Linked DNA regions of Mus musculus: all the other regions are linked to region 3. The links are chromatin contacts, called in public promoter capture Hi-C maps. All regions are on one chromosome and are shown on one strand. Each heading gives the region's core, a stretch centred on a gene start, on an enhancer-like site or on the middle of the called end of the contact. The rest is flanking DNA. Distances are from core to core; before and after follow the strand shown. Region 1 holds the start of Cycs (cytochrome c, somatic). Region 2 holds the start of Pdia4 (protein disulfide isomerase associated 4). Region 3 holds the start of Fam221a (family with sequence similarity 221, member A). Region 4 holds the start of 4921507P07Rik (RIKEN cDNA 4921507P07 gene). Region 5 holds the start of Osbpl3 (oxysterol binding protein-like 3).

Evidence for each region. Promoter capture Hi-C pulls out the DNA fragments that hold promoters and counts their contacts.
Region 1: a promoter capture Hi-C map of pre-B cells shows a contact between it and region 3, with 5 times the contacts expected there. The contact joins the promoter of Cycs here to the promoter of Fam221a in region 3. A contact is called at or near these places in 13 of 39 promoter capture datasets (the 3T3-L1 cell line, the C10 cell line, the HPC-7 cell line and 8 more), 2 of 484 Hi-C or Micro-C datasets (CD4 T cells and uterus), 8 of 115 datasets of contacts at active chromatin or transcription factors (astrocytes, cardiomyocytes, embryonic forebrain and 3 more) and 2 of 9 other capture datasets (adipose tissue and liver).
Region 2: a promoter capture Hi-C map of pre-B cells shows a contact between it and region 3, with 4 times the contacts expected there. The contact joins the promoter of Pdia4 here to the promoter of Fam221a in region 3. A contact is called at or near these places in 1 of 39 promoter capture datasets (pre-B cells) and 1 of 115 datasets of contacts at active chromatin or transcription factors (pancreatic cancer cells).
Region 4: a promoter capture Hi-C map of the HPC-7 cell line shows a contact between it and region 3. The contact joins the promoter of 4921507P07Rik here to the promoter of Fam221a in region 3. A contact is called at or near these places in 5 of 39 promoter capture datasets (the HPC-7 cell line, HPC-7-derived erythroid cells, cranial neural crest and 3 more), 1 of 15 datasets of contacts at CTCF or cohesin (large pre-B cells), 2 of 484 Hi-C or Micro-C datasets (CD8 T cells and Th1 cells), 2 of 115 datasets of contacts at active chromatin or transcription factors (astrocytes and forebrain) and 2 of 9 other capture datasets (adipose tissue and liver).
Region 5: a contact with region 3 is called in a promoter capture Hi-C map of embryonic stem cells, with 3 times the contacts expected there. The contact joins the promoter of Osbpl3 here to the promoter of Fam221a in region 3.

What each region holds. Positions count from the first base shown.
Region 1 is chr6:50,565,132-50,569,259 of GRCm38.p6, forward strand. It overlaps Cycs (cytochrome c, somatic), which reads right to left and starts at 1,438. Exons shown (of 3, transcript NM_007808.5): 1 at 1,285-1,438; 2 at 361-537; 3 at 1-254. The coding sequence starts at 529. The coding sequence ends at 106. It overlaps 5430402O13Rik (RIKEN cDNA 5430402O13 gene), which reads left to right and starts at 1,512. Exons shown (of 3, transcript NR_027892.1): 1 at 1,512-1,891.
Region 2 is chr6:47,811,309-47,815,369 of GRCm38.p6, forward strand. Pdia4 (protein disulfide isomerase associated 4) reads right to left here and starts at 2,204. Exons shown (of 10, transcript NM_009787.2): 1 at 1,909-2,204. The coding sequence starts at 1,996. It also overlaps the pseudogene Rpl35a-ps7.
Region 3 is chr6:49,366,343-49,370,634 of GRCm38.p6, forward strand. Fam221a (family with sequence similarity 221, member A) reads left to right here and starts at 1,397. Exons shown (of 7, transcript NM_172727.3): 1 at 1,397-1,631. The coding sequence starts at 1,567.
Region 4 is chr6:50,593,474-50,598,023 of GRCm38.p6, forward strand. 4921507P07Rik (RIKEN cDNA 4921507P07 gene) reads right to left here and starts at 3,117. Exons shown (of 10, transcript NM_027564.3): 1 at 2,970-3,117; 2 at 2,325-2,480. The coding sequence starts at 2,458. It overlaps 5430402O13Rik (RIKEN cDNA 5430402O13 gene), which reads left to right. Exons shown (of 3, transcript NR_027892.1): 3 at 899-1,392.
Region 5 is chr6:50,453,644-50,457,664 of GRCm38.p6, forward strand. Osbpl3 (oxysterol binding protein-like 3) reads right to left here and starts at 2,711. Exons shown (of 24, transcript NM_001347213.1): 1 at 2,182-2,711.

The DNA.
Region 1 (4,128 bases), core at 188-2,687, 1.2 Mb after region 3:
AAAACATTGCTAGCCATTCATGATCTGAATTTGGTGTGTGAATTAAATTATGGTGTACATTAAAAGCCATGAGACATTTGTTTTGTAATAAATAAGGCAGTGGAATTACTCATTAGTAGCCTTTTTAAGATAAGCTATTAGGTCTGCCCTTTCTCCCTTCTTCTTAATTCCAGCGAAGATCATTTTTGTTCCAGGGATGTACTTTTTGGGATTCTCCAAATACTCCATCAGGGTATCCTCTCCCCAGGTGATGCCTAAACAGAAAGAGATGCAGAGGTTAAGTGTTTTACACACCTGGTAATTCTGCACTGGTTAACCCAAGCAACCTGTGCTGTGGCTGACAGCAGCTCCCCCCGTTACCTTTGTTCTTGTTGGCATCTGTGTAAGAGAATCCAGCAGCCTGGCCTGTCTTCCGCCCGAACAGACCGTGGAGATTTGGTCCAGTCTTATGCTTGCCTCCCTTTTCCACAGTGTGGCACTGGGCACACTTCTGAACAAAAATCTTCTTGCCTTTTTCAACATCACCCATTTTTAATTCTAAAAGGGAAAAGATCCAACAGTAAAACGTACTACGGATCCCAATGACCATTCAAACCGCTATTCTTATGTCCTCTTAACACCAGGCAGGGTGCTAACTCAGTCCACTTGCAATATTCTTCAATAGCAAATACATCACCTAGGAGACTCTCCTTTAAAGCAAGTCTGTGCTCAAGACAGGTCCATGCCAAGGGAAATGGAAACCCACAGCTCAAACCCCAGTTTCCGAAGAAGGCAAGGTCAAAAAGTCACAAATATGAAACCGGACTCATTAAAGCAAAACCACTACAACTCTTAACATTTCAGAATGCTAAACTGCTGTCAGTGCTGCCGATTAAAGTCACTTCCAAAGATAAGGGAGGCTGGGGGTGATCCTAAGTGCTTCCGCCTGCTCCGGTCTCATTAGGAGGTTAAGTCTCTTCTCTCTTGCTTTAGTCCGGCACGGGAAGGCGAGGGAGGACTGGGGAAGGAACCGTCTCACTCTCACGTTGAGATCCCAGGGGTGACTACGACTTTACAAACCCACCCTCCCAGATGCTTAATCAGGAAAAGAACTGGCCCAGTCCTGAAGGAACAGCAGCTTCTGCTCTCAGAAGGGGCGGCGGGCGAGTTCCTTCTAGAACTCCGGGCCCCGGTCCTACACCCACGCCGCCTCCAGCCGTGCCACAGTTCTGCATGGCTTTGTAGGTTAGGCCTGCCCCGGCCTCCTCGCCCCGTTCCCGGTCCGCATCCCCGTCGCGCGCTCACCGTTCCGGGCTGGTCAACACCACGAACGTTCGGACTCGAAGACAGACGTCCCGCGCTCTAGCCCAAGGACACGCCGGCCCGCGCCTATGTACCGGTGTCGGTGCAACCACACTTGTTCCGCCCGTCCGCGGCCCGACGTGCGGTAGCGCCGTCTGCTGCGCCGTGACGTAACCGCACCTCATTGGCTCCAGGACAGGTTTGTGCGCGCGCATGCGAGCTAGCATGGTAGGATGTGCCCAGAGGGCGCCCTTCCTTCAGAGGCCTCGTTTGCCCGACACTTACGACAGGCCTTAGGACGTAAGGCGTGGACGTGCGTGACGTCACCCTCTGGCCTGCGAGATGGCGAGGGCAAGTAGCGGGGCCGATGCTCCCTTGGGATCCGGGTGTGGCTCGGCTCAGGTAACGCCCGGCCCTAGGACTCCTTCGGCCTCCGCCCACGGGGAGTGCTGAGACTGCCGGCCGGTGTGCTGGCGACCTTTACCCAGGCTTGGTCAAGGCTTCCTGGCTGGCGCAACTGCACTGGCCTCGCAGTGGACGCCTGCTGGTGACCTTTACTCTGTTAAACCATCTTCCTGCTCTCCCAGTGAGAGCCTCAAAGCTGGGGAAGGTACGCACAAGTGGCAGACAGGATCACATCTTACCCAGAGTCCCTGTTTTCTTCCCCTAGTGTTTGTAGAAAACGAGGAGGGTGTGCAGGCAAGCTTTAAGGGAGAAGCAGGATTCGCCTGAGTAGAGGATTCCCGGGAATCCGCTAGACTTGGCATCCCTTCTGACCATATTGGAAATGGAAGTCTCCTTAGCATACTTTCCTGGTGTACTTCAAAACGAACTCACAGACACTTTAAATTCTGCCACTGGACGTTTTCTTCATTACTCCCCTCTCCCAAATTCAGATGAATGTCGGTCCATTCCCTATGTTCTGTCTAGCCTTGACATAGTTTATCGTGTGTTTATAGATGCCTGGTGTGTGCCGGGCCCTTCTCAGTATGAACTCACATATTCTGGTTGAGCTTGTTTATATTCTACCACTTTTCCTTCCGCCATCAGATTAACATGAGATGTTAGAAGGCTGGTCTAAAGTCTCAATAGATCTCTTTCCAGCCACTGGTCCTATCTGCTCAAAGATGTCAGTTTGTGTGAGTATAGTTGTTAGGTATTCCCAGGGATAGTTGATTCCAGAACAATCCCCAGAACCCATACAGAATTCCATGGGTGTTTAAGTCCTTCACATGAAATGATGTAATATTTGTATATAATCTACACAATCTCCCCAATATTTAAATAATTTCTAGATTATAACTTATACTGCCAAATGCAGTGCTGTATGGTGTCACTTAGGGAAAATGACAAAAACGCTAGTCATTCTGTATTGGTGAGAATATTGTAAGCCTAACTACATAGTATGTGATGTGATCTGCTGATTTCTGAAGACATGGATATGGGAACCATAGATAAGGAGGTCTGATGTATTTTCATTGTTATTAAACTGTCCTAGCTTTTGGGGGTACTCGTTCAGCATTTAGACTTAGTCCTTATGTAGGTTTATTTTAAGTTATTTGTATATAGGCTTATTTATCAAACTCTTAAAGTTTTTAAAGACCTGATGTAGCAAATCTGTAGACATTCAATATGTCCTTAAATCAAGTCCTGATACTGCCTTCCTTATTTCTCCAAAGAAAAAGTAGTTCTTACTGAAGTCATTGTTCTCTCAATATCGTTTCTTTGTGGAACAGAAGATACCATTTTTCGTTTATAAACGAGTTGGCTGTGAGTTGCTCTTGTTTGTGTTTTATGTGTGTATGTGGGGGAGGGGAGTGTTTGGTTTTGGCTTGGGTTTCTTTTGGGGGGCAACTTGGAAACTAATGCTAGGTACCAGCCTGTTAGTTTACCTGAGTTCAAACTTAGGTCAGGTTCTCTAAAATGGAGTCTGAATTTAAAAGACTCGGCATCCCAACCCTATCTCAAAGCCATTGCTCTATCTATTCTTATCCTTTGGGAAGGAGAGTGGCTGGTAAGAGTTGTAATTGTTTTAAAGCAAATGCCTCTCTTTTCAATATAGTGGATTGCGTATTTTTTTAAAAAAACTATGAACAAATCACTATTAGGATGTTCTTCACGTACAGGGAATAAGTGGATCGGATGCTTTAGATTGAAGTGCAGCAGCATTACCTAGGCATTCCTGCCAGAGCTGCCCCAAGCCACCTTCTCTGAGCTAGGCTTTTCATTTGCTGAGCTTCTAGTACAGCCAGAGATGGTTTCCTTTCAGTCCATAGCCAGCCCTAGACTCAGCGTGGACAGAACACATTGTCCACCTCCAAACAACAGACTCCTTGTGGCCCCGCCCCCCGTTCCATGTTTTGATTGAGGAGGAGGAAATTTTAGTAGAAGCTTTAAATAGCATATATTATATATTTTAAGAAAAACTAAAGGGCCTAGGTTCCTACTCTCATTTTTGCAAGGTGAATGAATCTCTCAGAAGGTCTAAAACCATCCCAGGGAAACGGAAACGTTAAGAAGATAGGATTTTTCCAGACATTGGCGCATGTCTTCAATCCCAAAATTAAGGAGGCAGAAGCAGGCAGATCTCTGTGAGTTCTAGGACAGCCAGGAGTAGAAAGAAAGTTCCAGGGCAGCCAAGGCTGTTACACAGAGAAACCCTGTCTTAAAAAAAAAAAATCAAAGAAGGAGGAGGAGGAGGAAGAAAGGGAGTAGGAGGAAGAAGAGGAAGGGGAAGGAGAAGGGAGACGGGAAGAAAAGAAGAGGGAGAAGAGGAAGAGGAAGAAGAAACAACAAGAAGTGTCTCTCTGCTTACAATTTGGACACAATTTTAGTTTAGTTTATTCT
Region 2 (4,061 bases), core at 954-3,453, 1.6 Mb before region 3:
GTTTGTTTGTTTGTTTTTGTTTTAACTCTATCTACGTTCCCCTGATTAGACTTCACTTTTAAAGTCAAACATTCCAGCTTGGAAAAGCATATCCAAAACTTCCGAGTACCTTCTGAAAGGGTGCGATCTCTTTTGGCATAAACCAAATGAAACATCTCACATCCTGTCTACAACCACCTGATGATGACACTGCATCCCTGACCAGGCCAGGCACTGGTACTTACTTCTTCAGCAAGGCCACACTCCACCTTGCCGAGGAGCTAGTATTGGCTGAACAAACAATCATTAGGCCAAACTCAAACAGTAAAGAGTGAACAACAACAACAAAAACAGAACAACAACAACAAAAACCAGAACGTTAACTAGTGCTCAATCAGGAGAGATGATACTTAGTATGGACCAAGCACAATGAGTGAAACTGCATTCTGCCTCCCTTTGCAGTGCAATACCTTGCACATGGTAGGTAACTGATATATCACTAAACCACACTGCCAGCCCTACCAAACCTGAGAACCTAGCCTAAGAGGGCTGTCTTTGGCCCAGACACCCCAGGGATTCTTGGGTTCACCAAGAGCAAACACTCCCCCAGAGACAGCACCAGTGACCCAAAAGATATACCACTGGCTAGTCTAAACAACCTTTGAAATCCACTCACCCAGGCCTCTCAAGAAGTCACACTTTTCACACTTCCTGGCATTTTAACCCCTGCCCAGAGGCAGGCAGAGCTCTTGAGCTCAAGGCCAGCCTGGTCTACATGATGAGCTCCAAGCTACATAATGAGACCCCCATCTTGAACAAACAAACATACATCACCCTAAAACTGACCACTGTCTCACAACCGTGTAGTTTTTAACACGTTCTTAAAGCATACACCAAACTACACTGGTTCTCAAACTTTCATGTGTCCCCCACAAAGCCTATTCTGCTTTGAAAAGTGAAAAATTTGCTTAAAATGAAGACTCTGCCCTCTTTCTGTTTCAATGTATTTTGGGTCTCTATAAGAAATGAGCCCTCAGTCAGTTTGGACAAAAGTGCCAAGATATACTCATAGGTAGGACGGATAGTTGGCCCCTTTCAGCAGTCTCTTCATTTCTACTCTTTCCTACCTGGGCAAAGACTCATAAATCAATGATCCACAGGAATCTTACTCAACCTAGGAGTATAAAGTTCACATTCCCCCTCCACACTAAACTTTAAAAATGGGGTTTGTTTATATTAGACTAAACCTAGTAGGCAACAAGTTAGTGGTTAGAAGGGAAAGGTGTCGATCAGACCCGTTCTCTAGGAACAACGTTAACTAGTACTTCCTATTTTCAAAGTTTTTATGTTTTCGGTAGAGGATTTCGAAGAAAGGGTGCGGGCATAACGTCTATGAGTTACACATACTGTTCCTACTAGAATACATGCACCACCAGCCTCGACTTTCAAAACACAGTGCAGCGACTGGCAAAAAAAGGCGCTGAATAAAATGCTTGTATACGGCAGCTCCAGTTTCCATAAAAGACGAAAACAAAGCCTGAGTTATTTCTACTTCTTGATATAGATGCCCAGTATCTGCGACTGCCTCTTCCAGGTCCTACTAGCGGCCATCCCGCCTCCGTTTTCTAAAACCGGTTTTGGAAACGAGAGTATTCTCCAGAAAATTTTACTCAACAAAGGGGCAAATCTCAGTAGTGAGGGTAAAGAGACGAGCTGCGAACCAGGCACTCGGCACGTCCCTCCGTGTCCTAGTCTCAGGTAGGAACTAAAGAGGCCCACACCCCTAGATTCGGCCCTACACTGAAACTCCATTAAGTTCGTTGCTACCGGGTCACTAATTCCGCAGGGGTGTGAGCGAAGCACCCTGTCAGGCCCCAGCAAGGTTTGCAACCCACGCGAGCTGCTCCTCCGACCCGCCCTCCCGCTCACCTTCGTGTGCATCTCCGGCGCTCGCAGCAGCCAGCAGCTGTGTCAGCGCCAAGAGCAGGACCAACAGCCAAGCTTTCCGGAGCTTCATGATTGGGTGCAGAGCTGGGCCTGCAGACACCGGCCACCGCAGAGCACTCGCCGACCTCCCGAGCGACGCCGGAGCGCACCAAAGCCTCCAGGAAGTTCAGGCCGGTGATTGGTTGGAGGTAAGGAAGCCGCGGCCCGTCCAATCCCCGCACGAATCAGGGCGAGAGCCGTGGCGCCCCGCCTACACCGCCCCGCCCCGCTGCCTGAGCCCTCCGCGCGGGCGCGCCCCTCAGCTCCGCGTTTAAAACTCCGAGCCCTAGTGTGAGGTGCCCCCTTCTGATTGGCTGTGCCGCGACCACCAATCACGGGCTGCCACTCGGTTTGCTTGGAGCGCCCAGGTCCGGAAAGAGTGCGGGGGAGAACAAAGGCAACCAGCCCTGCACAGGGAGGCGGGGCTTGAGCACTCCGAGGGGAGGGATTGGTTGGGAGGTCAGCTCCCTTTGGCCAAGCTTGGCAGGAAGAACACGTGTAAGAAACTCAAGGAAATGGTGGGGTGCATGTGTAGGCTCGTCCGTCTGAGGCTGTCCTTGTGCAGGAAACTAAAGAGGACAGAACTTTTGGGAAAAAGTGAGATCAGAGATCCCGCCTCTGTTCCCCTGTTCTTTGGCTTCTTGTTTTTTCTGTTGAGCATATAAAAGTTTGAGTTTCTTTCCTAGATACTAGGTTCGGAGAGGTATATGAAATAGATTAGTTGTTTCAGAGCTGGGTGGGCTGACTCCAGGTCTGTGGAGGCAGAGACCCATGACTTTTAGTGATATCCTGTCGCAAAAAAAAAAAAAAAAGAAAGAAAGGAAAGAAAGAAAGAAAGAAAGAAAAGAAAAATTACAACTTGGACTCCATGACTAAGTCTATAAGTCAGAGTCTTGTCTGAACGTTGCCTTGTATTATGATTTTTCTGAAGAGAGAGAGAGAGATAACCAATCTAGTGATTTAGATCTAGAAATAACCGTGAGTGTTTTGGAAAAGAAACTAGGTTTGCATGTCAGAAAAGAAAGCTGTACTGGCATTAGGGTTAGCACCTGTGGATTAACATATGATATGACGTAGAAGACAAATGAGGCTAAATAAATAAATCTTAGAGAGTCCTGCAATATTTTCTGATGTATACAGGAGGAGAAAATGAGCTGTATTTATCACTACTCCCCTGGGTTGTCATTTTAGCACTATTAGGCTAGGTTCCTAGGCCAATTTGAATATGTGTTTTCCTTTACTCCTGCAGATCTCTCTCTAGAGAAGTAGTCCATTGGGATTGTCTATCTACTAGTGTATCTGTGACAATTCCTGCATGCATGTCCACAGCCAGAAGTTCAGATTATATGTTTTGAAAACTAAATTAAGACTAGACAGGCACACAACCTACATGCTCTGGATTCATGAGGTTTATGATTGATTCTATCTAGGTTAAACCACAAGAGATTACTGCAGTCTCTTGTGTTTTCTGTAGAACTCAGTGATGGTTCTACCTTTTTTATTATTCTGATATAATTCTTTTCTGTAGTTTCAACTACTTTGGAGTCTAAAGCAGATCATTTTAGCCCAGAAATTCAAAGCTAAACTGGACAAGAGAGTAATGCCTCGTCTCAAAACAAACAAAACCAGATACACACAAACCTATGACCTCTCCTCCAACATAAAACAAAAATAGCTCCATTTCTTTTAACTTTTATTATTTTATCTGTAAGAGTGTTTATGTGTATATACATGCCTGATGTATTCAGAGGTCAGAAGAGGGCATCAGATTTTCTGGAGCTAAAAAGTGGGTGCTCTAGACTCTCACGTGTGTTTGTTTTGTTTGTTGTTTGTTTTTTGGGGTCTTGTTTGGTTTTATGTTTGTTTGATTTTGCTTTTTGGTTTTGTTATTGGTGGTAGTGGTGGTGGTTATTTGGTTTTGATTTTCTTTTTTTTTTTTTTTCTTTTTTCTTTTTTTTTTCTTTTTTCTTTTTTTTTTTTTTTACAAGAGCACAAATCTACTTTTATTTATTTACTCTCCATTAGTTTAAATCTGGGATGGGTACAGCATCACACGGATTCTGTGTCCAATGGCCTTTGCAGGAAGGTGGCTTCGG
Region 3 (4,292 bases), core at 147-2,646:
ATTTGGTCCATAGAGAGCTACAATGTTTGAGAATTCTTTTCTCCTGAGTAACGGTTAATTTCTTACTCCTTTTCAGCTTGCCAGAACAACTTATAGCTAAATTACTAACGGATGATAATTCCATTTTTATATAAAATGCGTGGAGATTCTTTTTAAATGTTGAAACAGACTTATCTTGGAGTCAGGTGTATAGTTTGGCAGTACAGAGCTTACCTAGCAGCTCAAAGGCTTTGTGCTCCTACCCGGAAGGCAAGAACTTGGCTGAATTGTTTCTGCTTGTTCTTCCTTAACCTGTTATTTTCTTTGGAGAACATTTTTTTTTCCTTGTCACTTGCACTGGTACTCAGGATTGCTGGTTTTATATTTTATTATTTTCCAGTGGCATCGAGACTTGAACCCAGGGTCTCAGTATGCTAAACTCATGCTGTCCAACTAAGCTTCTATGCTCAGTTCTCAGCCTCAACCGTAATACTGAAAACATGGACGTTGACACCCCTCCCCCACACTTCAGAGATGTACTGATTCGAAGTGTGTGATTGTGAATGGGTGCGTGCAGCAGTGTAAACAAGCTCTGAGGCCAGTGGGCAAGAGGAAAGGGTTGGGTGTCTTCCTCTATCATGCTCCATTTAATCCTTTCATGTAGTCTCTCCCTGAACCCAGGGTTGGGATTTTCTTGTCTAGGCTGAAAGCCAGCAAACCTCATTGATTTTTCTGTCTCCACCTACCTTGAAACTGGGGTATTAAGAGTCTGAGATGCCTGGTTCTTTATGTGGGTGCTGGGATCTGAACTCTGGTACTTATGATCGCACAGCAAGCACTCTTAGCTACCGCTCCAAGTGGCCAATTCTCCAAGACTACGTACATTTCGAGAGATTGATTAAATGGGAAGAGGTATATAAACCCTGTTTTGAGAACCCATTGTATCCTGGCACTGCACTTATTCTTAAGGAGACTCTGGGAATGAAGCAGTGAAGAGCACGAAGTTTGAAGTGGGCAAACAGCATCTGTTTTGCAGCCTTGGGCTATGCAGGAGAAGCCAATTTGTAGGGCTCAGGTAGCGGTAGGGTGGCGAAGCTCAAGCTAAATTAAGCTCAAGGACCCTTAGAGGATCGCCAGGTAGACTGTGGGCCACGGAAGCAATCACGAGGGTTGGTGGAGACGTTTGGCCTGGAGCAGCAAGAGGGGCGGGGCAAAGCGGGGCTTGGCCAAGGGGCGTGGCACAAGGAAGAAGAGGGGCGCTAGGACAGGCCGGATGCTAGGGTAGAGCGGGAGCTGGGGAGAGGTAAGGATGAGGGCGGAGCTAAGTGGGGCGGAGCCCAGAGGAGGGGGAAGATTGATTGGGGAGGAGCTGCGGGGAGAGGACGGGAGCTGAGGGGGACAAGGGCGGGACTAAGCGGGTGAAACAGAGGGGCGGGGCCCAGGACGGGGCGGGGCTAAGGGGGCGGGACCGGGCAGTTTCTGGCGGCAAGGCTGTTTGTTACTCGCGCAGGTCTGGTGGATCCTGCCTGGCAGCTGCAGGGCGGACTCAAGAGCTCGAGGCAAGGGCTCCTTTCGCTTCCCGCGGCCATGGAGCGGCTGACGTTGCCTCCTGGTGGTGCGGAGGCAGTGGACGAGTACTTGGAGTACCGGAGGTGAGGCCTTAACTCTGCTCCGCGGGGCGGGCTCCTGTTCACGGACTCTTGTCCGTCCGAGCACGGTGGGACGAACCCGGACCCAGCGGACGAACGTACTAGCGCTCTGGGAGTCTGTTCGGGAGGCCTGGATTAATTTCACATTTCATCCTCTGTAATTAAATTTGCAGACACACAATTCTATTCTATAATGAATCTCTTCGGAGACCACTTGAGAGTCTCCTTTGCCAAAAGGGATGATTAACTACTTTTAAAATGGATCCCTTTTTGTTTCTCTTAGTGACAATTGATTTACATATTGGGTCTATAAAAGTTAGTAGATGTCAGTTTATACATCAATTCAGTGCTCTCCCAAACCAAGGGAGATGGTTTTTGGACTTAGCTTCCGAGACTCCTCTCTGGAAGCAGGGAACACAGCTGCTTGCTCCTTTGGCTCCACACACATCTGCCCCCAATTCCCATAGCCTAGGAGGGGTTTCTTCTTGACAGCTGGGAAACTGGGAGAATAGAGGTTACAGACGACTTGGAGAATGTGTGTGCACAAAGGAAAAGCCAGATGTATAGAGCTTCCCCCAAGTCATTCGTGGGGTGTCCAGGCAGTTGGGTTTCCCAGCATATTGCCCCAATAGTGTAGTTTTGGGTAATGCTTAGAACTTTCTGAAGATTCTGAACAGGAAATGTGAGATGGAACAGCTTGATCAGTCTGTCTTAGTTAGGTTTCTATTGCTCTATTGAAACACTGATCAAAAGCAACTTAGGAGGAAAGGGTTTATTTCAGTGTATAGCTTGTAGGCCATGATCCAGGGAGGCCAGGCCAGGGGCTAATGCAGTGCCCCTGGAGGGTGCTGCTCATTGCTTTGCTGTTCATGGCTTGCTCGGCCTGTTTGCTAATAGCATAGTAATAGTGAGCTGGGCCCTCCTACATCAATCAGAGGTCCTGCCACAGGCTTGCCCACAGGCCAGTCTAGTGTGTATGTGTGTCATTTTTTCTCAGTTGAAATTTTCTTATTTTTTTAAAAATTCTTTTTAAAAAGGAATTATTTATTTTTTGTATATGAGTACACTGTACCTGTCTTCAGACACACCAGCAGAGGGCATCAGATCCCATTACAGATGGTTGTGAGCCACCATGTGGTTGCTGGGAATTGAACTCAGGACCTCTAGAAGACCAGTCAGTGCTCTTAATGACTGAACCAACTCTCCAGCCCTCATTTGAGATTTTCTATTTCTGTATGACTCTAGCTTGGGTCAAGTTGACATAAAACTAGGCAGTAGCACCCAGTCTTCATGGTAGGTTCACCGCATGCTCACCCTCTTACAGAGCACGGCTGGCTTCTTTAGTTTTGCTTTCTGGCTTTTCACTTGTCTCTTGTCCAGAAAATGGTAGGGACAGGCTCATGGAAAATTATTTTTTGCAATCGTAAATATTATGGAACATTTCCCTTTAGGAGAGATTATTGCATCAATAAGATCTGAGAAACATGAAGACTCGGCCTTCCAGATATCAAAGGGTTATTTGGGGAAGGCATTCCAAAATGATCCCTATCAGAAACCAACTTTCCTATTGTCAGGGGCCAGGCCTGTAATCTCAGCCCTGAGGAGATGTCTAGGAGGGTAGTGAGTTCAAGATCAGTCCAAACCACCTGGTGAGAACCTGCTGAAAAACTAAAGGCGAGGCTGTAGCTCAGTGGTAGAGCATCGCCTGGCAAGTGCAAGGCCCTGGGTTCTGCAAAAAGAAAGGCCAAACAAAACACGTTGCCATTTTTCTTTAATTTTTGACTTGCCTTTGGTGGGAGGCATCTGGGAGAGAGTTTAGTCTTTTTCCTCACAGTGTCAAAAGATGGGGCACCTGGGGGCTTACTAGAAGATCAGGGTGTTAGACTTACCCAGGCTCAGTAACTCAGTCCAGCAGGTGAACAAATGCCCTGGACACAGTGGACGTACAATAAAGTTTGAGCTGTTTTGGTTTGGAATTTAGATACCAACACTTTCTTACTTAAAAGATTTGCATTTATCCTACACTCTTTCTGTATCTGCTGCTGTTCTTTGACGGCTATAATAAAACTTTATCTCAGAATAAGTCATAAAAACACTATTGTGTGTCTAGAGTACTTAAGCAGAGGTGAGAACAAGAAAGGGCAGGCATTAGGGGAGAGGAAGGACTGAATGCAGGCTACAGGCACAGGTAGGAAAGAGGAGAGAAAGCTCTGTCTGCATTCTTTCGTTTTCTTGGAGGATGAGTGTGTAAACATTTATTAAATTGTTTAAGTGCAGAGTCCAGTGGGAAGCTCCACAGCTTCAGAATTCTAACTTTGTAGAAGTCCTCTGAGATGTATAGACTTTGGGGCTGAGTAATCTTTGTAGGTGGCTTTTATTGTATTTCTAGGGTTTTAAAAGTTTATTTAAAACAACAAGGGAGAAAATTTTGCTGATTGTATAGCTTATGAATTGGGCTTCTGTTTTCTTTTTTCTTTTTGTAGTTCCTCTGAATTTTCTTTTTTTAAATTAATTAACTAATTAATTAATTTTTAATATTTTTATTAGGTATTTTCCTCATTTATATTTCCAATGCTATCCCAAAAGTCCCCCATACCCTCCCCCCCTACCCACCCACTCCCACTTTTTGGCCCTGGCATTCCCCTGTATTGGGGCATATAAAGT
Region 4 (4,550 bases), core at 1,867-4,366, 1.2 Mb after region 3:
AAACTAAGCTTCTGAAAGCTAGCGTACACCAGGACGTTGATTTCTCACTACCACTAGGAGGAGTGATTCCCTGGCGCACAGGGTCTCCTGCTTTCCGTTGTTTTTTTTTTTTTTTTTTTTTTTTTTTTTGCTTTGGTGAGTGCCCTGTGGTTTCCCTTGGGAGTCATTGACTCAGAACTTGTTTGGAAGCAAGCCTCGGGTATGACAGTGTGGAGAGGCTGCTGTTGTCTTGATGAAACTTCCCAGAGCATCCAGAACACCGAGGGAAAGGATCTTCTCGAGGCTGCCTGGTGGCTCCTTATGCAGGCGTTAAGAAGAAGGGTTGTAGGAGCCCATGGTCGTCCTGGTGTTGTGCTGGAGACTATAGCAGGAAAGTGCTCACATGAAATAAAGGGTAAAGCAAGGCTTGCTTGTGAGAAGCCAGGAATGGTTGTTCTGCTTTCAATGGCCTCTCACACTCTGGATGACTGATCACGTGGGCACTTAACTGTCTCAAATGTTTTCAAAAGCACTGAACATGTCAAACATCTGTTTACTTATTTATTATTAATAAGAGTATTTTGCCTGCATGCATGTACACCACATGTGTGCCTGGTGCTCAGAGATTTGGGAAGAGGGCATCAGATTCCATATAGCTAGAGTGTGAGCTAGCACCTGGACCTGGGCCCTCTGTAAGAACAGCAAATGCTCTGAAAGCTGAGACATCTCTCTAGCCCTGAAAAAAATTTCTTTTGCAAAGAGCAGGTTTATAAATTGAAATGGATCCATGAAACCCGACCAGGACAGTAAGAGCCTAAATGTAAGAGCAGTCTCTTGGAGAACCAGTATTGGTGCTCAGACCCTGAGGGAGACCCTTGAAGAGCTCCAGGCCTGGTAATAATTACTTATCATTTCACAGGTTTCAGACTGAAAAGCCAGAAAAAACAGGTAGAAGTTACAAGAAAGAAAAAGTCTTTTTAGAAACACCACAAAGAAAATGATCAACAATCAAGAACAGACAAAAGCAGAATGGATTGGCTGTGTGGAAGGTTTTTGTTTTATGAGTGTGTGTATATGCATGACTGTATGTATGGTACACGTGTGTGCAGTTGCCCTAGGAGGCCAGGAGAGGGCACTGCATCTTCAGGAACTGGAATTACTGGTGGTTGCAAGCTGCCTAATGTAGGATATGGGAGCCAGACTCACATCTTGAGAACCAAACTTGTGTCCGTAGGAAGAACAGCAAGTGCTCTTAACAGATGAAGTATCTTTCCAGCCCTACTTTGGAAGTGTTTAAACTGAGATAAGGTGGCTTTCTGTCTTAATTCCCTAAGAATAAAGAAAAAAGTTTGTTGTATGTGTTTCTACGCAGATTGTGAAGCCAGAAGTTGACATTAAACATCTTCCTTGACCGCACTTCACTTTTTGAGAGTGGGTCTCTCACTGAACTTGGGGTTTACAGATTTTACTAGACTAGCTAGTTATTGAGCCCCAGGGATTCCAGGGCTCCTCCTGTCTCTGCCTCCCCAGCACTGGGGTGACAGGTTCATGCCACCTTCACTTGCTTTTTATGTCCCTTTTAATGCTTCCTATTTTACTAGGGATCAAATTCACATCTTCAGGCTTGTGTGATCAGCACTGTGCCAGCTGAGACATCTATCTACCTATCCTCGTCTACAAAGAATTATTAGGGGTTTGGCCGTGTGAAATTAGAAGAACACACCTACACAAGGTACTTAGAAACAGAGCCTTATTCTTCCTCTAAAAATCAAGTAAATCACAGGGTTGGGGGTGTAGCTGAGACAGAGTTTGGCGAAATATGTGTCTGTACCCTACATATATCACAGGTGAAAGAGGGTAACAGTTCTACTCTATTCATGGCTGTCATGAGGAGCGAAAGGTCTACAACAAAACACAGCATCATGTTTGCCACCAACTCTGGGATTCTTTCTTGGCAGAAGGTGTTGGTGGGCAGGCTGTTAGTACCGTAGTGCTCTATTAAAACACTCTCCAAGTGAAGGAAGGGGCCATCCTAGGGTTCTAGAACAGGGCTGGAAAGGTAGGTTGGTGGTAGTGTTTGCCTTGCAGGCATGGTCTGGACTCAGTCCCTAGCAAAACACACACACACACACACACACACACTTGTAGAATGCAGTGGAAGAATATGCCTCCCTTGTTATAGCCTACAGCCCTTTTCCAGTTTTAACAGATTAACCATGTAGTTTACTCATGCTTTGCCTTCTCCTTCATGTGATATATGGGAGTGCTCACGTGTGTGTGTGTTATAGAAAAAGTCACGAATGCAACGACATCTTTCTCCTGCGTTTTTCTAACTTTTGTTTTACCTGGCTTGTGAAGCAGTTGGCCGAATAGTTGTTTCGTACGGGGTGTGCAGTCCGTTAGAGTAAAAGGTGTTTGACAGAATGTCAGCTCCTTCAAGGTTCCTGCAGCAGTGGGGCCTGCCGTGAATTACCTCCATGCTTCTTGCCTAAAATGTTAGTCTGGAGATAAGTAAATAGATAAAAATGAAAATTTGGACTTGTAAACTGCCTTGGTTAGACCGGACAGGAAACAGTTTCTGCTGGCAAAATTCAACTCATCGATGCACAAAAACCAGAGGCTTATTTTCTTACTGGCTGTGAGGGTCTGTGGATGCTGTCAAACCTGTGGAGATAAACTGAAGCAAACCTGCAGAGTGGAAGATGAACACATTGTGAAACAATTCATGTCTCACCTCAAATGTAACAATATTCAAGAACAATCAGGTAACTTCTAGCGCGGGGGCCTTTCTAAGCAGGGAGACTCGTCATTAACAGGTCAAGAGCCCTTCCTCTCAAGGCTCTGCAATTCTGTTTCTCAGGCAGTTAAACTGGGTGGTGCGCACCTCTGTCCTCATGGGGGACATTGGGTTCCCCAGAGCGCTGGAGAGAAGCCCGTCCCTTCGGAGGACTCCGGTCCCTAGAAGCCGTGCAGCCAGGGGTCGCACGCACCTGACACATCTGCCCCGGAGCGCTGCCCGACCGCGTCTCCCTTTCTTGTCTCGGGATCTGGTGGGTCTCCTCTCCGCGGGGCGTGGAATTTCGTGGTCTTCCGCACCTGCGGGCCCCGGGAGCGTGCGGGCAGGTGCGGGGGAAGAAGGCCAGAGGGCTGCGGGCAGGCCGGGGCGGGGTTGAGGCTGCCTGTGACGGCGGCGGTGACCGCGCACTAGGTAACACATCCTGAGGGTGGGGCGCTGGCCGACGTGTGGCGGGGAGCCCTTCAGAGGATCTTAGACCACCAGAATTGGAAGAGAAGCCGGAAGTGAGGAAAGAGGGCTTTGTGGCTAGGGGAAAGGTGGAACCGCCGCGTTTCCGCTTCAACCTCATGCCTGGCCCCGGAGTCTTAGCGCCTTTAAACTCCTGCATGTGCCAGAGGCGCTCAACTACAGACTCGGCCCCGCCCCTGCGCCCCGCCCCCTTCTCAGGCCCCGCCCACCCGCCTCTCTTCGCGGTCCCTGGGGCCTTTTTCCTTCAGGCCTGGTCCCGCCCTTCTACCCAAGTCCCACCTCTTCCCTCCCTCGCCCCACCTCCTGAGGGCACCAGTCCAGTCCTAGGCCCCGCTCCGGCTCCGCTGCCTCACGCCCCGCCATAGGCTGACCTCAGGCGCCCTCTGGCGGCGCTGGCTTGGCAGACTATCTGATCTACAGTTGCCCTAAGTTGGGTGGGTGAGCATGCTTTCTCAAGGTGTGAGGGAAACAAAAGCTCTGGTCCTGGGAAGGAGAGAGAGAAGATCTTTGTGTAAAAAAAAAAAAACAAAAAACAACAACAACAAAAAAAAACAGATTGTTACAGTTTGCAGTGTGATGTGCTCTTAAGTTCGTCAGAGTTACAGAAAAGCCCAAGGCAAGGAGGTATCTTTTCTACTAGCTGGTGGTTCACCCAGCTTCTCACAGCTCAGAAGAGTTGGAGATCTACTGGTAGCCTATTGAACACTATATCAGAGAAAGGGACACTCTCAAGTCCTAAATTATGGATAAAGCTCTTGCCATAAACCAACAGGATGAAGAATTTGGGAAGGGTGCAAGCCCTGGCCTACAGGAAGGGAGCTGGACTTTCATGGTATCAGGGGAAAAGCCATCATCTTTCTTCAAATCAGTACAGCAGCAGTGTTTGGCTTTTCTCAGTGCTTATGTTGCTTTCTGCAGAATTGAATATTAAAAACTGCTTGGTTTACAAAGGTCTTTTGAATTTATTATTTCCAATTAAGAGACAAGGGAAACCTGCATATCAGATCTTACACTCTCCTGACTCTTCGAGGAGCCAGAACAGTTAACACTCCCTCCCCCTGATGACTCTCGGGCGGGGGGAGGGGGGCAAATTCCAGCCTTGGGAACAGACGAAAAGCAGCATAGTCTAGCCTCCACATCACTGAAATGCACACCCCCTTTTGATTAACAACCAACATTTCTCCTGTGCAGAAGGGTCCTGCCCTTGAAGGAAGCAGAGGCTAATATCCTTGAAATGATAAAAGCCCACTCTGGGACTATGGAAAAGAGACAATTAAGTGTCCCCAGACAGCTGTGACGTTTGTAG
Region 5 (4,021 bases), core at 1,461-3,960, 1.1 Mb after region 3:
ATGGACCAGGCCCACACACCATGTACTCAACCACAGAAACGAACGGCAGTGAGACCCTGGACCACTCACAAAGAGGGTAGTCTCAGAGAGCATCAGCACTGGGCTCCATCACTGGGTTAACACTGATTAAACAGCAGGAGAAGAGACATCAGAGTCTGAGGGAAGGTGCTAAGGGTTTAGAGTCAGAGAGATAATGAAGACCTCGGGGAATTGCTACTGACCCCAGGCAAATTCCTGAACCCTGCTGCAGTCTCCTCCGGTGACAGAGCCTATCAAGATGGTGAAGATTATGACATAATTCGTCCTGTGCAGTCTGGTATTATCTGGCCTACAATGGGTAGTCATTACTGAAAATGGATCTCAGGAATAAAACGGGAACTTTTAGCTGAACAACATATCCACTGCCTGCAAAAGTGGAAACCATATTTTCGTCTCTTATTAGTAATTCAACACTGGGGGGAAGGAACTCTTGGGGGGGGGGCGGGGGGGGGCTGGGAGGGGCAACATTTAGGATGTAATTAATTAATTGATTTTTAAAATATAAGTAACCCAACAAAATAGAAAACAGGCTAGAGTCACAGTACAGCTTAATAACCTTAGGACAACTGGGTAACCTGCAAGAGCCTTAAATGCCTAAAGTGTGTAGCTTGGGTCAAGGAGACGGGTTGTTAGCAAACCTGGTTTCTACCTGAGTTTGCTTCCTGGATCCCACAGTGGGGAGGGAGGGAACTAGGGAGAGGGAGAGGGAGAGGGAGAGGGAGAACACACCAACTCCTAAAGTCCTCTAACCACCACACACCTGTCTAAAAAAGCACGGGGTTGTAAACACACATCTAAAATAGGGGACTTAAAAAAATCTAGCTAATCAGACAACTATAATATTAGGGATCATCTATATGTATCTACACAGAGCTCCCAGCAAATACCTTGATGGTTAGTGCATGCTCATCAGCAGGAGTTACTGCCATTTATTAATTTTTCCGATAAAAAAGGAAAAAGATGAAAATCCAAACCAGCCATGAAATCAATAGTCTCAGATTATGAAGAAGTTAACATTTACTCATTCCATAAATGTGTAGTGTGAGGCTGCAGTGTGGAGAGCTGCCTTCTCCACACTGAGGATGGACCGACCGAGAAATAGGACCTGGTCTCTGCTTTCCCAGGACTTCGCATCCTAGCAGCGGAAGAAGGCTGGCAGATGGAAAAACAAGCAGATGATTCCAGACAGCTTTAGGCTCTGTGAAGAGCTGCAAACAGGGCAGTGTGGAGTTGATGGACAGAATGGACATTTAGCCTGGATGCACTGCAATCTGTCTGAAGGTTTCTGGAGGCCAAAAGGAGGTCCTCACCTTGTATGATGCTTAGAGTGTTGAGTGTGGATGACCCAAAGTCAGAGCTATGCTTACCTATCTCTGAAACCATCTTCTGCAGCTACAGTGTAAATAAAATACACTACCCAAACGATCTCATCAAGTAATCAGATTCCTAGGGCACTGCGACATCGGAGGGGACTCCAATGCCCCAGCCCCGTTCCCTGACACAAGGTGAGAGACAACTTTATGTCCCTCTCAGCTCCAACAGTCTGGGAGGCGCGCGGCTGGTTAAGAAGTGTCTGAAGGACACAAGACAATGCCACGGGAGACGCCAGAGGCACCAATCACCCGCTGAGTGCTTGAAGCCCCAAGGGAAGGGTGCTCTCGGTCCCAGTGCAGACACTGTGGAGCGGTGTGACCTGACTGGGGAGGCCGAAGAGCGAGGTGCCTGCACCGCAGGGCCCCAAGCTCGAGGGTGTAGTAAAGCCTTCCTCCTGGCAGAATTAAGCAGGTTTCCTGTGCCTCCAGCCCGTCACAGCGCCAGGCTGTGCCGGGACAGCTCCTCTACGCGGCATCCTCATGCACCCGCACGCAGGCTCCTGAGATCCGCTCCTTCTCCGGGTCCATCCCCGCCAGGCTGTAACTCGAGGGGCACAGCTCCAGGGTGAGCAGCACCAGAGTGCTTCCTCCCAGAAAACTGGCGCTTACACGACAGACGACCTCCTAGTCTCAGGGCTGCCCCGTGGACCCGGGCTTCCCGGGACCACCACAGACACAGTCTGAACCATAGAGAATGGCTGCGTCCCCGAGCCTTCTCGGGGCCTCCACCACAGCTCAACCCCAGGCGGGCGGACGCCCTGTTGCTCACCTAAGTGTTCCGCTGCTGGGGACGCTTCTCGATTCCCCAGTGCGTGCTTCAGACCGAGAAGGACGCAAACCGGGCTTCTCGGGTCCCTGCAAGTCTCAGCCGACGGCAGTTCCAGCACCAGCCGCAGGAGACTGGGGCGCCGAGCGCTGCTCGCAGACAGATGGTGGGCGAGAGCCCGCGCAGTGCACCAGCTCTCCTGGTGCCGGGGTCCCTGGTCCCCTGCTACTGGCCGGTGTGCGATCCCCGCGACCAGTTCTCAATACTTCGCCTAGAACTTTAGGGCGCGCGCTGCCGGGCAATTAGCTGAAGAGCTGGAGCGAGGGGAGGGAGCTAAGAGGAGGAGCCTGAGTTCTCCACTGGGCGGAATAACGTGAAAAGGGCGGTGGAGGGGGGGCAGCAGAGTGGCTCCCACTCCCACCAATCAGGAGTCATCGGGGGAAGGCGGTGAGGCGTTGGACTTGGAAGCTGCAGGCGGATTCCGTGACGCCAGCCAGGGTTCAGGGCGTGTGGAGCGGTGGAGAGTGATGGTAGGTGTGGCTGGGCGGGGCAGCGGCTCCCAGCATCCTTAGAGTAGTGTGTGCCCCTTAGGCTTTCAATAAATATTTAGTGAATGACTTAGGAGGAAGTTGAGGTTCGCGCGAAAGGAGCTGTTTTAAGGAGAAGATTCCAGGGGACTAAAGTAGTCCAACGGACAATAATCACTTGAACACTGAAAAGAGCTGAGAATAAATAAGGGGGAAATATGTGGTGAGCCAAGGGTTAGACACAAGATATTAGAAACTGGTTCGGACTTTGGGGACCTGGCCCCCAGAAGCAGTTGTCCAGATTGGTATAGGGTTACAGAGGAGGCAGGAAGGGAGAAAGGTGTTGTTGTTGTTGTTGTTGTTGTTGTTGTTGTTGTTACAGTTCCCGTCCATAGGTTAGGAAAGAAGATGCAGTGTAGTTTGCGATCGAAACGCAGGAGCATCTGGCTAGATGTCCAGGCCCATCCGACTTCACCGCCCACTTGCCAGAATCCTAGCTTGGATGTCAGCCACTGATAATTTGAGGTCAATTTGCAAACCGCACATGAGTCCAGCGCCGCAGGTGGCCCGGTGGGCAGGGAATGATGAATGCCAGGAACAGATGTGATCCTGCACCTGCGGTAAAGGCACACCGGGTTTCTGCCCTCTCAGAACCTACATTTTAGAGAGGACGCAGACGATAAACCAAAGAGAGTATATATATATATATATATGTGAATAATCAGGAAAACATTGGTGAACTGTTAGCACAGAGAGCGCCATGCAGAGAGCCTCCGAAGGGGTGATGGAAGAAGCTCAGGCCCCTGAAGTCCTCTGGGAGGAGGTTCTCAAATAGGCTCCCATAGCAGGAAGGACTCAGCAGCTCTCAGGCTCAGGAAACGCTTTCTGGGCACTAGGAACTGCAGATGTATTTAACCCCTTTAAGATCCATCTGGCCTGCCTCACCGAACTGGGCATGTTGGCTCCTTTGGCTCAGCTGCTGACACTCTAGATGTTCCAGAGTGCCAAGTACATGCCTCCACCAGCGGCTGACCGTTGTCAGGCTGACCCTGTATGAACGTCTCTGAGGCTCTTTCTCACATCTGTATAAACCATGTTTCATTCACTAGGTTTGGATATTCACTTTCTGGAACCTTCCACGGATACACTCTCTGGAACTGTCTTTGGCTCTGCCAGGTGGCCGGGGAAGTTTGACGAAGAAAGCAGATTTTCTTGATGCTGTGAGCCCTAGCACTCGGCAATCCCTATATAAATGATGCAGGGCTTCCTAAACTACACCAAACCGGAAGGAGCACCGAGGAGCAGGCCTGAGGCAC